Regions from separate parts of the Mus musculus genome. Here regions 1 and 3 are each linked to region 2. The links are chromatin contacts, called in public promoter capture Hi-C maps. All regions are on one chromosome and are shown on one strand. Each heading gives the region's core, a stretch centred on a gene start, on an enhancer-like site or on the middle of the called end of the contact. The rest is flanking DNA. Distances are from core to core; before and after follow the strand shown.

Evidence for each region. Promoter capture Hi-C pulls out the DNA fragments that hold promoters and counts their contacts.
Region 1: a contact with region 2 is called in a promoter capture Hi-C map of liver, with 8 times the contacts expected there. The contact joins two enhancer-like sites. A contact is called at or near these places in 2 of 39 promoter capture datasets (hippocampal neurons and liver).
Region 3: a promoter capture Hi-C map of liver shows a contact between it and region 2, with 5 times the contacts expected there. The contact joins two enhancer-like sites. A contact is called at or near these places in 4 of 39 promoter capture datasets (cranial neural crest, hippocampal neurons, liver and 1 more) and 1 of 115 datasets of contacts at active chromatin or transcription factors (stem cell-derived neural progenitor cells).

Annotation. Positions count from the first base shown.
Region 1 is chr12:105,756,703-105,760,719 of GRCm38.p6, reverse strand. All of the region lies in intron 12 of Ak7 (adenylate kinase 7), which reads right to left. Among named protein-coding and RNA genes, the nearest start is that of Papola, 26 kb to the left of the region's middle. Within about 2 kb of position 1,654, at least 38 of the 459 cell types and tissues checked have an H3K27ac peak or open chromatin away from gene starts, as enhancers often do. A contact at or near this core is called in liver, where this site is marked.
Region 2 is chr12:108,310,305-108,314,297 of GRCm38.p6, reverse strand. It overlaps Hhipl1 (hedgehog interacting protein-like 1), which reads right to left. Exons shown (of 9, transcript NM_001044380.1): 2 at 1,964-2,610. Among named protein-coding and RNA genes, the nearest start is that of Hhipl1, 6.0 kb to the right of the region's middle. Within about 2 kb of position 1,762, at least 14 of the 459 cell types and tissues checked have an H3K27ac peak or open chromatin away from gene starts, as enhancers often do. A contact at or near this core is called in liver, where this site is marked.
Region 3 is chr12:105,832,055-105,836,507 of GRCm38.p6, reverse strand. Papola (poly (A) polymerase alpha) reads right to left here. Exons shown (of 22, transcript NM_011112.4): 20 at 3,346-3,408; 21 at 1,724-1,798. Among named protein-coding and RNA genes, the nearest start is that of Papola, 50 kb to the right of the region's middle. Within about 2 kb of position 1,352, at least 16 of the 459 cell types and tissues checked have an H3K27ac peak or open chromatin away from gene starts, as enhancers often do. A contact at or near this core is called in liver, where this site is marked.

The sequences.
Region 1 (4,017 bases), core at 405-2,904, 2.6 Mb after region 2:
GCATACTCTCCAGCCCTCCTCCCTTTTATTATTATTCTTTTTACATGCTATTTATTTTGTGGGTACACACGTGCCATCGGGTGCATCTTGAGGTCAGAGGACAATTGTGAGAGTCAGTTCTCTTCTGCTACTGAGGTGCATAGACTGCCTGCTTCTGCACTCTCTTGCAGAAGGTTTTCTCTCTCTCTCTCTCTCTCTCTCTCTCTCTCTCTCTCTCTCTCTCACACACACACACACACACACACACACACACACACACACACAGAGCAAGAGCGGTAAGGCTCACCTCTGCACTCTCCCTGAGAAGCACGATAAGACTTCCTTTCTGCAGTTTGCCTCTATATTGCCTCACAGAAGCCCTGCTCCCCCTCCTGCCTTGCAGCAAACGTGGGGGTTCACCCCACCTCCCTAACTGCTCCAAGGGGACTCAAGGAGCTGAGAGTGCCAGCCGAAATAAGATAGACCACAAGAACTCGGCTTTGGTGGCACCAAGGCCAGCAGCCTCCTAGATAACCAGGTGCAGCTGGTGCCTGTCCTTGAAGAAAGGAGATTAGGGTCCCACACTTAAATCATAGAAAGCAGTTAATCAGAGGACACAGACAGTTATAGCCGGCTGTAAAACTAGTTCCTGATAGCCCCACAAAAGACACTCTTTAATCACCCCCCCCCAGCTTCAGTTCCATCCTACCAAACCCCACCTCCACCCCCCTTCACCCTAAGCATTCTAAGAACGTCTAAGGGCACTGTATAAACACAGTGTTTTCTGAGCTCAGGATTGCACGCCAGAACCTACGGGGTCTTGCGATCCTAGTCAGGACTGGACATTTAAAGAAAAAGACTATTTTGCAAATTGCAGCAGACTTCACAACTCTTGGGCTTGTCTGGGTTTCCCGAGGACTCAGGGCATAGCACTACCACATGGGTCTTAGAGGAGCTAGAACTCAGGCCATCATCTTGGCTGCAGTCGCCTTTACCCCTGAGCCATCTCACTGCCCCTCAGTGCTGACCTTAACATATAGTAGTAAATCACTACTTCTGTTGTGGGAGTTGAGCGAGACAGTATTTGAGTATTTTGTGTTGCAGGATATTTGATCATACTGTGAACACCAAAATTTGCTGGAAAAAAAAAAAAACAAAACACAACTATTTCTAGTTGTGGTGTGTCTCAACCTCAGCACACACCTTTTATCCTTCTGGATGGAATACAGACAAGACCTTAGTACGAACCTTTAATCCCAAACAATGAAGGTAAAGGTAGTTACAATGAAGGATTCACCCATGTTTGAAAGTGGTGTCTAATTGAGCGGCAGACAAAATGATGAACCAGAGAAAGATTTGACAGAGTAGGATATGCCCAATTCTCACTAGAAGAGAGAGAAAAGGGAAGATAGAGATAAGAAAGGGCAGCAGAAGAAGTAGGCAGTTTTACTGGCAACGTTGTACAGGTTGAAGAGAGAACAAGCTAGACACAGGTGAAGACGGAAAGAGCCAGAGAATGAGAAGGAGCCAAGGATTAGAATAGATTGCCAAAATTAGTATGAGGCCAAGCAGAGCAATTCAGGAAAGAAGCCAGATTGAATCAGCCAGCTTAGAGAGGAGTTTGAGCCAGAACAGCTGAGTTGACCAGCCAGCCAGAGGGCAGAGAGAACAAAAGAGGTGAGCTTACTCAGGAGCAAGTCTCAGGGGCTGAGAACAGTCTAGGCACAGGTAAGGTTGTGTGGAGGCCAGAAGCTTCTGAGAGTAAGCCTCAGAGATGACAATTATTACATATCAAAGCAGACCTGGCCTCCAGGCTCTCTCAGAATCCCTCAGTCTCTACCTGGCATACCCTGTTCCCACCCCCACCCTGAACTTTCCAGCCCAGGGACAGGGCTGCCCTTTCCCAGAGGCTCCTATATAATCAAGACATTTTCTTCTCTCTCTCTCTCTCTCTCTCTCTCTCTCTCTCTCTCTCTCTCTCTCTCTTTCTCTCTCTCTCTCTCTCCCCCTCCCTCTCCCCCTCTCATCTTCTCCTCTTCCCTCTCCTCTTTGTCTCTGTCTCTCTTCTCTCTCCTTATCTCTCTTTCTCTCTTTTCTCTCCTTATCTCTCTTTCTCTTCTCTCTCACCCCCCTTCTCTCTCCCTCTCCTCTTTCTCTTCTCTCTCCGCCCCTCCCCACACCTCTTTGCATTTTTGAAGACATCCCTGGCCTCAATCAATCCTTGGGGTCAGAGGGCAGCTTCCCAGTAAACCTGCCTATATATAATCTAATCTAGGCTCATTCCATCGGCGGAGAAACAACTTATCGATTACATTTTACAATTTTGCTAACACGGGCATTTAGGTTGAGACTCTATCTCAGTGGTAGAACATGTGCTCGGCACAGATGGGGACCTGCGTTTTACATACACACTGTCCTCCACCCTATCCTCCACCCTATCCCTCCCCAACAAAAGGAGGCGCTCAGTAAATATTTGCTGGATCTGAACAGCAAACTCAAACTGACTTTAAACACGTTCAGAAAAGGGCTGAGGCCAGAGCCTAGAGGCTCAGCACCTGCTGGGTGCACCCTGGGTTTGCTACTCCTAGCACCTTAAATAATAATTAATAAAATTAGTCCTTAAAAATGAAGCTGCAGTCAGACTGTGCTCGCCCCGCCCCCACACCCTCTCCTCCAGGTCACATTTCTGACCTTTGCCCTTTGAGAGGTTCTTTCTTTAGCCCCAACCCAGAGTTCCTGGAAACTGCTAGGAGAGCCTGAGAGGGAGGAGTCTGCTCTACAGAGGGCTTGGCAGGTCAATTGCAGTGTGCACGCCTCCTCTGCAGCCGGCTACCATTTCCCGGCTGTGGTCACGTTCAAGGCGCCCTGTCTGTCCATGGCTTGATGAGGCCTAAAAGCTAGTGTGTCTCCCAAGCCCCAAAGACTCTTCCAGGCCACACATCGCACCTTCAGCTTACCAGGGAGTCTGAGATGTGAAATCAATAGTTTGGGGCCACTTGTTATCATTTTATAGATGACAACAAAATGATCTCATTAAAATATCTCTCAAGCTGGGTATGGTACCACAGGCAGGCAGGATATATATATATATATATATATATATATATATGAATGAATGAGGTGATAGTCCATTTGATAGAGTGTTTGCCCAGCACACGCTCGACTCCAGGTTTGATCCCCAGCACTACATACAGGATATGGTGGCACACACCTGCAATACCAGCACTCAGGAGTGAGGGGCAGGAGGACCAGGAGGACCAGGAATTCGAGACCACCCTTCACTACTTAGCCAGTTTGGGGCCAGCCTTGGCTACAAGAGACTCTGCCTCAAAATGAACAAACGAACAAAATATGTAAAAAACAACAAAGCAAAGCAAAGGAAAAACCTTTCCTTTCTTCTACTTTCTGTATCACACAGGTCACTGGTAGTAAGAATTCAGAAAGTCTTGTCTTTCAGAAACTCAAGTGTCGTGCTGAAACAAACAAGAAGTCAAAGGTAAGCCGGGAGTGGTGGCGCACGCCTTTAATCCCAGCACTCAGGAGGCAGAGGCAGGCGGATTTCTGAGTTCGAGGCCAGCCTGGTCTACAAAGTGAGTTCCAGGACAGCCAGGACTACACAGAGAAACCCTGTCTCAAAAACACCAAAAAAAAAAAAAAAAAAAAAAAAAGAAGAAGAAGTCAAAGGTATTGTTTAGGACAAGAGATTCCCCCTGATGACTCCACACCACTTTCCTGTAAAGTTCGTAGTTGGCACAAAGAAATAAGTAAAGAAGTAAATTCAGCCGGGCAGTGGTGGTGCACGCCTTTAATCCCAGCACTCAGGAGGCAGAGGCAGGCGGATCCCTGAGTTCGAGGCCAGCCTGGTCTACAGAGTGAGTTCCAGGACAGCCAGGGCTACACAGAGAAACCCTGTCTCGAAAAACCAAAAGAGAGAGAGAGAGAGAGAGAGAGAGAGAGAGAGAGAGAGAGAGAGAGGTGTCCAGTAGGTGAGAATGGAGTTCCTACTGCAGTTTTTAGTCACTTGGAATAGGAGAGGCA
Region 2 (3,993 bases), core at 513-3,012:
AAGGATGGCTTTGAACTCCTGACCCTCTGGATTTTTTTTAAAGATGTATTTATTTTTAATTTATTTATTCATATGTACAGTGTCTGCATGTATGCCTGCAAACCAGAAGAGGGCACCAGATCTCATTACAGATGGTTGTAAGCCACCAAGTCGTTGCTGGGAATTGAACTCAGGACCTCTGGAAGAGCAGTCAGCACTCTTAACCTCTGAGCCATCTCTCCTGCCTGGCCTTCTGGATCTTGTTGCCTCCACTTCCTAAGAGCTGCTATTATAGGGAATGTACCAACCACTCTCAGTTTTTTACCATGAGCCTTTTTTAAGTCACTGTTGGAGGCACGTGCTTTCATGCTCCTTCTCCACCTGTCAGGTCCATGGGACAAACCTTCTGTCATTGAGAAGTGGTCTCTCAGGCTTGGCTGTAATCCTGAAAATTCTGTTTCCCTCGCCCCACTCCCTCTGGCTGCCAGATAACTCGAGTCAAAACTAATGCTCTAAGACAAGATTATAACCCTCAAAGCTACCGTTTTTGGGCTGTTTCTCCTTTCTATTTATCCAACATCAGCATTTCACAGTTTCATCAAATGCATGGTGGCTTTTCATTGCCATTTTTACCAACACACCTCACCCTTTGCTCCTGCTTGCCTCTACTTGGGGTTAGAGACAGTCAGTGCCTCTGAACTACATTTCCCATGCTCCTTTGCTACCTGAACCATATCAGCCAATAGAAGGCATTAGGAGAGCCAGGTGTGGGGTTGGTGTTTTGCTTGTGTTTATGACAACATCTCTGCAAGAGTTGCCCCTCCCACCATGGCTCCAGTTAGATTGGCCTCCAACCTGACATACCCTACAGTTCTGGGGCTATGGCACCTCACTTTTCCCTGGGTCCCTCCAGCGATAGGAGGAGGTAAGTTCCTCCAGTGGCCCAGGTTCCTTGCTGCCTTCCCCAGGCTGACCTTCCAACAACTTTCAAGACCCTTATTTTCAGTATTCACTTCTGCCTGGGAGAGTCTCTGGAACAGGGTGACCAAGCCAGCTCAACACCCCTATGAACAGTTGAGAATAGGTTCTGCAGACCCTGGGGGGCCTAGAGTAGGAGCAGATTAAACGGGGTAAGAGCTGGACATGGTCACCAATACCTGTAATCCCCATACTTGGGAGGTAGAGACACAGACAGGATCGGGAGTTTGAGGCATAGGCTATATAGGATGTTCAATGTAGCCCACAGCCTGGGCTACACAAGGAGAGACAGACAGACAGACAGACAGACAGACAAACAGACGGAGACAAAGAGGCGGAGACAGAGAGGGAGACAGGAAGGGAGAAAGGCTGAGAGACAGAGGCAGGGAAGGAGAAAGACTAAAAGACAGAGAGAGAGAGGGAGAGAGGGGGGAGGGGGAGGGGGAGGGGAGGGGAGGAGGAGAGGGAGAGAGTGGAAGGAAGAGAGTGAGATTTAGACGGGAGCAGGAGACAGGGCCAGCTGCCAGAGACTGAGAATGAAGAGGCTGGGGGAGGAGCTGGCTGTTGAGGCAAGAATGGTGACCTCTGACCACAGCCCAGCAAGCCCAATGATGGGATGCACTTCTGAGAACAGACCAGGACTCCAGCTTGGAAGGCTTCCTCACAGGTCACTTTTCTGCTCTGAGCTGTGACCGTATCCAGTTTTACGAGTCAGATGAAATAGCCATCTCTAGAGGCCTGCCACAGAACACGAGAGAAGCGTCTGGCCTAGGATAACAGAGGCAGAGGTCAGGACATGACCCCACGCCTTATCTGTTTTGCAAAATCACTCCTCCCAGGCCACAGAGCATGGGATTCACCCCAGAACACACATCTGGGTGTTAAATATTCACAGCATTTAAGAGAGACACGCTAGTGCAGCCATGGCAGTGTGTGTCACGCAGCCTCCCACGTGACCGACCGCTCAACACCCCACTCCCCCTTGGCTGGGGCTCCCAGAATCCACCTCTCTGAGCCATGATCCACTGTGTTCTCGTCACCCTCTGAGACTCTGAACTCGCTGATGCGGATCCACTCTCGGAAGCCGACCCCCACCGAATAGTAGACATAGAGTTTGCTGGGATGTGGGAAGCGGGGGTGGAAGGCAAGACCCAGGAAGCCACGTTCGTCCCCTTCCCAGGGCGAAGTAAGCACTGCTTGGCTCACATTCAGGAAGGGCTTCTCCAGGCGGGAGCGGTCAGGCAGGTAGGTCCACACCAGCCCCACCTGCTCGGCCACGAAGAAGCGGTGGCTGCCATCCCCAGCATGTACCATTGCAACCGGGTTTCGAAGTCCATTGGCCACCTCCTCCAAACACAGCTGCAGGCAGCCCTTGGCATCAGCCACTACACGGCCCAGGTTCGAGTTGAGGTTCTCGTTGACCAGCAGGCTTGGGAAACAGTAGTCGGTGTCATCTAGCGACAGGTAGCGGCATAATTTGGCCCGGTTGCTCTCCAGGGCCCAGAGTTCACGGTCAGGGGAGAGGAGACGAAAGAGGCCTCGGCAGGTCTGCCACATGTCCAGGCAATAATCTTCACACAGGCCAGGCACTGTCCGAAGTGGGGTGGCTGGATCCTCAGCGTCATAGAGATGGGCCGCATAGGGTGAACATTCCTGTAGAGACAGGAGGGCTCAGAGACACCAGGAGGAGAGCCTACACCTGTGCAATTCACTTCTTGCTTTTGTGTCCCCATTCAAAGGTCACCTCCTAAGATCTGACCTTCCCCTCCAGGTCTCCCTGCCATTACTTCCTGGTCTCTGACTACCTAGAAAAACAAAGCCCAAGAAACTGACCATGAACCTTCACTATACCAAAACGGATCATTGCACTTGCTTATGGCCAGTCCTCATCAGGATATGCATTCTATCAAGGCAAGAAGCTTTGGTCTTTTTTACTGCAGTATCCCAGACCCTCACATAAACCCAGGCAGGGCACAGTTTACCTTGCCTGCCTTCTATCATCCATTTGCTGTTTATGAGTAATTCACAGGGGGGCAAACTAAGGCTCAGAGCTCCCAGTGTTATTCAGTGATATGCCCAGGTTAGTAGAGGCATTTAGTAGAGGCATCTAGACTTGGTCTCAGGTCTACCCCACTATATCCTTAACTAGACAGCCAATATGTGTGTAGTACCTGGGGGTGGGGGGCGGGAATGAGGCTATGACCCCCAGGATACTCCCACCTTCTAATCTGCCCTCAGACTCAGTCCCTCCCAGCAGGACCCTGCCTCTCACCTCACTGCCACTACAAGCACAGAATTCTGTGAGATTATTGAATCTCCTTGGACACTGCCAGACCAGAAAGCCTTCCAGAGTCCTTTCCCTGGCTCTGCCTGGAGTAGGTAGAATTCATCATTTTCTGCCATGCAGGCAGGAAAGTCACTGCCTCCGGGAGCAAGCCTGTGATCACACACAGGAGTGTGCGCATAGATAATGAATCCATCTTCCACCCTGCCCTAGTCAGTCCTACCATGTTGGAGTCAGTCACATGACCCCCTTACAGGCCATTCCTGTGTCCTGGCTGCCACAAAACTCTCCAGAACCCCGTGCTCTCTGAGGACCTTCGATGGAGTGCTTCATGCTGTGGTTGCTTCTCTCTGGTGTGACAGGTCCTTATTGCTACTCCTGCCACCCCCAGAGATGACTCAGCTCTAGATCCCCTGAGACCTTAGCGATGCAATTCCTAGACAGAGAGGACAGTGGTAGCCACGCACCGACTGCTTTCACCAGAAGACCAGGCTGGGCTGTAGCAGGAGAACTCTGGCTCCAAAAAGGACAGGAAAAGGGCAGCTAATCTCCAGGCCAGGCTCCCTACAGTTAAAGCTTCAGTCATCCCATGACCTGGCCCTGGCCCCTGTTGCTGTGTGCTGAGTCTCACCTGACAAGCTCTGGACGTTCCTGGCATCTCTGGTCAGTCCCCATCCCTGACTGAAGTGTCATATTGTATATGACACTCTGCACCCTGTGTGTCTCAGGCCAGATGGCCAAACCTCAGACCG
Region 3 (4,453 bases), core at 103-2,602, 2.5 Mb after region 2:
CACAAAATAAAGAACAAGAGAGAGAAAGATATTATTAATAAAATAACACTTAATTACTGTTGGGCCCAGTTTACCATACTAACTGCTCTAACAAGAAGTGGTGTCGGAGTGCCCTCGTGTGGAGGAAGCACTTACATTCACCTGAGACACACAGCTAGCATTTAGCAGTTATTTTCTGACACTCTAAATTATAAAATTAACTATATAACTGAACAATAATTTAACTCAACTTTTAGGGAATTAAAAAAAATTGTATCACAAATTTTATTACAAGGCATCTTTAATATTCCAAAATACAGAGATGAATCATAAAATGTTTCATGAGACGTTTCCACACAGGCATAGAAGTTGAGAGCATTTATTAGTCTCACATTAGTCTCAGCCAGCTTCAGCAACAGTTAAGTCAAAGCCAATCTACTCCTTCCTGTGGCCTTCAACCAAGGATTATTCTGAAGCGAAACTGAAGCTGCTCCCAATTATCTGTGATTACCTCAAATACGTGGCCCTGCTGTATTTAGACACTACCCTCCGCAATAAAGGCCCTCCCTCAATCACAGGACACAAGATACATTCTCTAAAAACAGCGTAACTGGGGTGGTCTGACTGGTTTATAAATCCTTTCACAACTGAATAAAAAAACTCTACTCAAAAAAACACTTTCAAAGCCAACCCCACTGGGGCGCCATGGCTGCAGGCACGTAATCAATCAGTGCAGCAGAGTGGGAAACATGTGGTGGAGGAACACAAGCACACTCCTCATTCGATGACCTCTTGGCTACTGAGGCTGAGGGAAAGCATACAGACAAACAACTTTGAGAAACTGAGTAGAACACTGGTGTTGGCAGAGTATGGCAGAGTGTGTTTCCCACAAGCACTGAGACTCTAAGCCACAGGTGAGTACACGGCTGGCAGCTAGCTCAGCGCCTCAGGTAATCTAGTTAGTACATGCTATGAGGAGACACTGATTTTTGGGTCAACGTTTGACCTACACTTTGGTTTAAGTTTAAAAGGATTCAAGAAGAAAAATAAAGAAGGTGAAGGTTTGTGAATTAGCAAGACAAGACTGCTTGTGTGCATATGGAACTGTCCCAGCCAACACTAACGCTAGTCAATTACTCTAAGGAGTTATTGACTGTCTACAGAATAACTAAATAAAATCAATACTAAAAACTAAACTGAAAAAGAAACACATCTTAAAAATTAAAAATATCAGGGAGCCAAAGGCAGTTCAGGAGCACTTAAGCTAAGCACCATAGTGAATGAATAAATACAATGAAAATCTCTCTGAGCCTTGCACACAGGTCCGGAACACTGTTTGTTCTTTGTTTCACTCTCAGCCTTTGACCTATAAATAAACATTTATGTCATCACACACAACAGTGAGGATCTGAACGATCTGCGGTGTAAGGGAAGACCTACAGCTGCCTCCATTCCCTTTGCCGGCGCCTCACCAGAGCTCAGGATAGTCTCAGCCCCACCAGTTTGAGGGGCCAATGTATGTCACAAGTCAGAGCTCGACAGAGCTTCCTACCAGCTCAGAGCAATGGCTCCAAATCAATAGTCTGCCTGCCTTTAACTTTAAACTACAGAAAACTTACAGACTTTAACTACTTCCACAAACAAAAATTTAATAGTCTAGCATGAGCCTTCATTTGAAATCAATATACCACTCTAATATCAAAACCACTGAGCAAACTCTCCATGCTTGTTTTACACTTAGTACCTGAGAGGCCAACAGAGAAGCCGATGCCGGAACAGTTTCTGATTGAACCGCACTTGTCTCCAGATCAACTTGTTCCTGGGAAACAAAGGATGGGGAGAGGGGAAGAGACACTTTTTTAAAAAAGAAAAAAAAAAAAAAAATCAAAGAGCATAAATGGGTGTGGTGGCTAATAAAGAAGACAAACTAGCAACAGGAGGGTAGAGAAAGATGTACCTACATTATATCACAAGTCATCCAGCCCTGTTATAATCTATTGCTCCATTTCAGATACAAATTGTAGGGCATGACCAAAGTATCTCACAGTTCCCAAATTGCTCTAACTTGGATGTTTTAACAAGTACTAATTAAAGGTATGCACAGGCACTTTAGAAAATGTTACCTAGATAATAATTCACAAAACATAAAACCAAAGAATGTCCTTAACTATGTGGGGGAAATGCATAACATTAGTAAATAAAAACTATTCAGAGGCACAAAAACTGCCCCACATTAAAGTAATTAAAGTAGCAAACAGCTGTAAATTGTCCTTTTCTTATGGTCTCTATCTACTGCCCTCCTCTGTCCAATAATCAATGCCCCAATTAGTGAGCAGACAACAGAGCGACAACTGTGTCACCCCACAGCAGCTTCACTCGCATACAGAAAACACACAAGCAGAGGAAGATACAGGTAAAAGCATATTTCTAAACTGTGAACACAGGAACCATCACTGCTTTCCCTACAAACTGCACAGGGTTAACAAGAATGGGAGAAGTGGAGTCTTTCACAGGGACTGTTTGGAATATGTATCAAGTTCTTAAAAATGTATTAAATAAGCAGAGCTGAATGGCAGATATTTACAATACTCCAATGCTGCAGTGGGAAGGTGCAAATTGTTTTTAATGGAAACAGTTGCTGACAATAAGTAACTAGTAAGGTGTGATTAAAAAAAATTCCAATACAGTCAATATGCAGATTATATAACATAAACCTATTTTTCTCGGTCTGCAAAGTGCGTTATAAATCAAAAGTAAAGGCACTGGTGTATATGTATACATGCACAGCTTGAAAGACATCATAAGGAGACTTACTACAGTATTCTTGGTGGGAATTTGGCTAAGTTGGGAAAGTTAAGCCTTTGGCATACTCATCTCACTTTCTAAGATGAAGTCATTCTCAGTCCTTAGGTTGGAGGGAACCAGAGTCCTCCTCACTGCCCAACCCGCTCAAGCCAAAGCCTTCTCAAACAGTTTTTCTAACCCAGCCCTACTGCTAGACCCAACAGTGAGGTTAGAGTTTCACGGCCAGCCTAGGCAATCACTGCTTCAAAGGTTATCTTACCTCTGCTCAGAGCAGCACCCTCCCCTTCTCACCCCATGTCTCCCAACCCTTACTACTGACACATAAGTCCCACACGCACACCACCATCTTACCTTTTCTCTGAACTCTAAGTTCCTGTTTTACACTGCTCTACTCCCATCAGACTTAGGCATTAATTAACATTAAAAAAACCAAGAGGCTTCTTAAAAACAGTGAGAGAGAACCCCACACACTCCAGTTGACTCAGCACCACAAGGACAGGCATCTATCTCCACACACCTGCACGTCTACCCGTGCACATTCTAAAGGCTAAGTTAGTATACCTTTGTCTCTGTTTTATCATGTCCACTCAAAGCAAGACAGTTAGCATCTTCACTTGTTTCATCCTGTTTTTAAAAAAAAAAGCTTTATTCTCCAAAATGAAATTTAGATTATCTGCCAATTAACGCTTTAATTTATAAAGTTTTCAAAACTATAAAGAGGAAGTAAAATAGTTCAGAGTCTCTTCTAAAGGGGCTTTTTGAGATTAAATAATTTAACTTAGCTTTAATAAGCACTAAAGAATTTTAAACATGATAAAAATTGTTTTGTAATCCCCATCACATAAAGTACATTCCCCAAACCAAAAAGCTCCTGAAGCAGTTTTTCTGAGGAGAGGAGAGTTCCCTAAGAACGTGGAACAGCAGGCTCTCCAGGAAGGAAGCAGACGTGCCTGTTAGCACAGAAAGGACTAGGACATTTTATACAGAGTATTATTTTTACTTTCTCAAGCACAGCTACCCCAGATACACTCACGCACACGGACACACACAGCTTTTCTTGGCAAAGCATTAGCATCCTACACGAACTCAGGGCCTATGGTCTTCTTGGGTCCTAAAAACCACGCTAGCACTATTCTCTTGGGTTTATTAACTTAGAGAACTTAAAATTCATTTATTTGTGGGTTTGTGCAGGTGGGAAGTGTATATGTGTGCACATGGAAGCCAGAGGTTAACGTCAGAGGCCGTTCCACGTGAGCTATCTACCTTGGTTTTTTTTCTCTCCCTTAGGAAAGTCTACCTCCTGTACTAGAAGCCCAAGCATGTGCCACCATGTCTGGCTTTTTACATGTTACTAGTCCTTATGCAAGCACTTCACAGACAACAGTATCTACTTAGTCTCTAATATTTTAAATACATATTTAAAAAGCAAAGAAACTACAGGTAACTTTAAAATTAAAAGTAAACAATTTACTAAAGACTAATTTTAATAATGGCCTTGTTTCTCAGAAACAAATTAAAAGCAAACATTTGTTGTCACTAAACAAATACTAAAGGTCACACTTTAGGATTACTGGTCCCACTGTGATATATATAGGCTGATGTATGTCCTTATTTGTAGACACACATTCAAATACTCATGTATATCTGAAGAAACGGGAGAGCAGACATG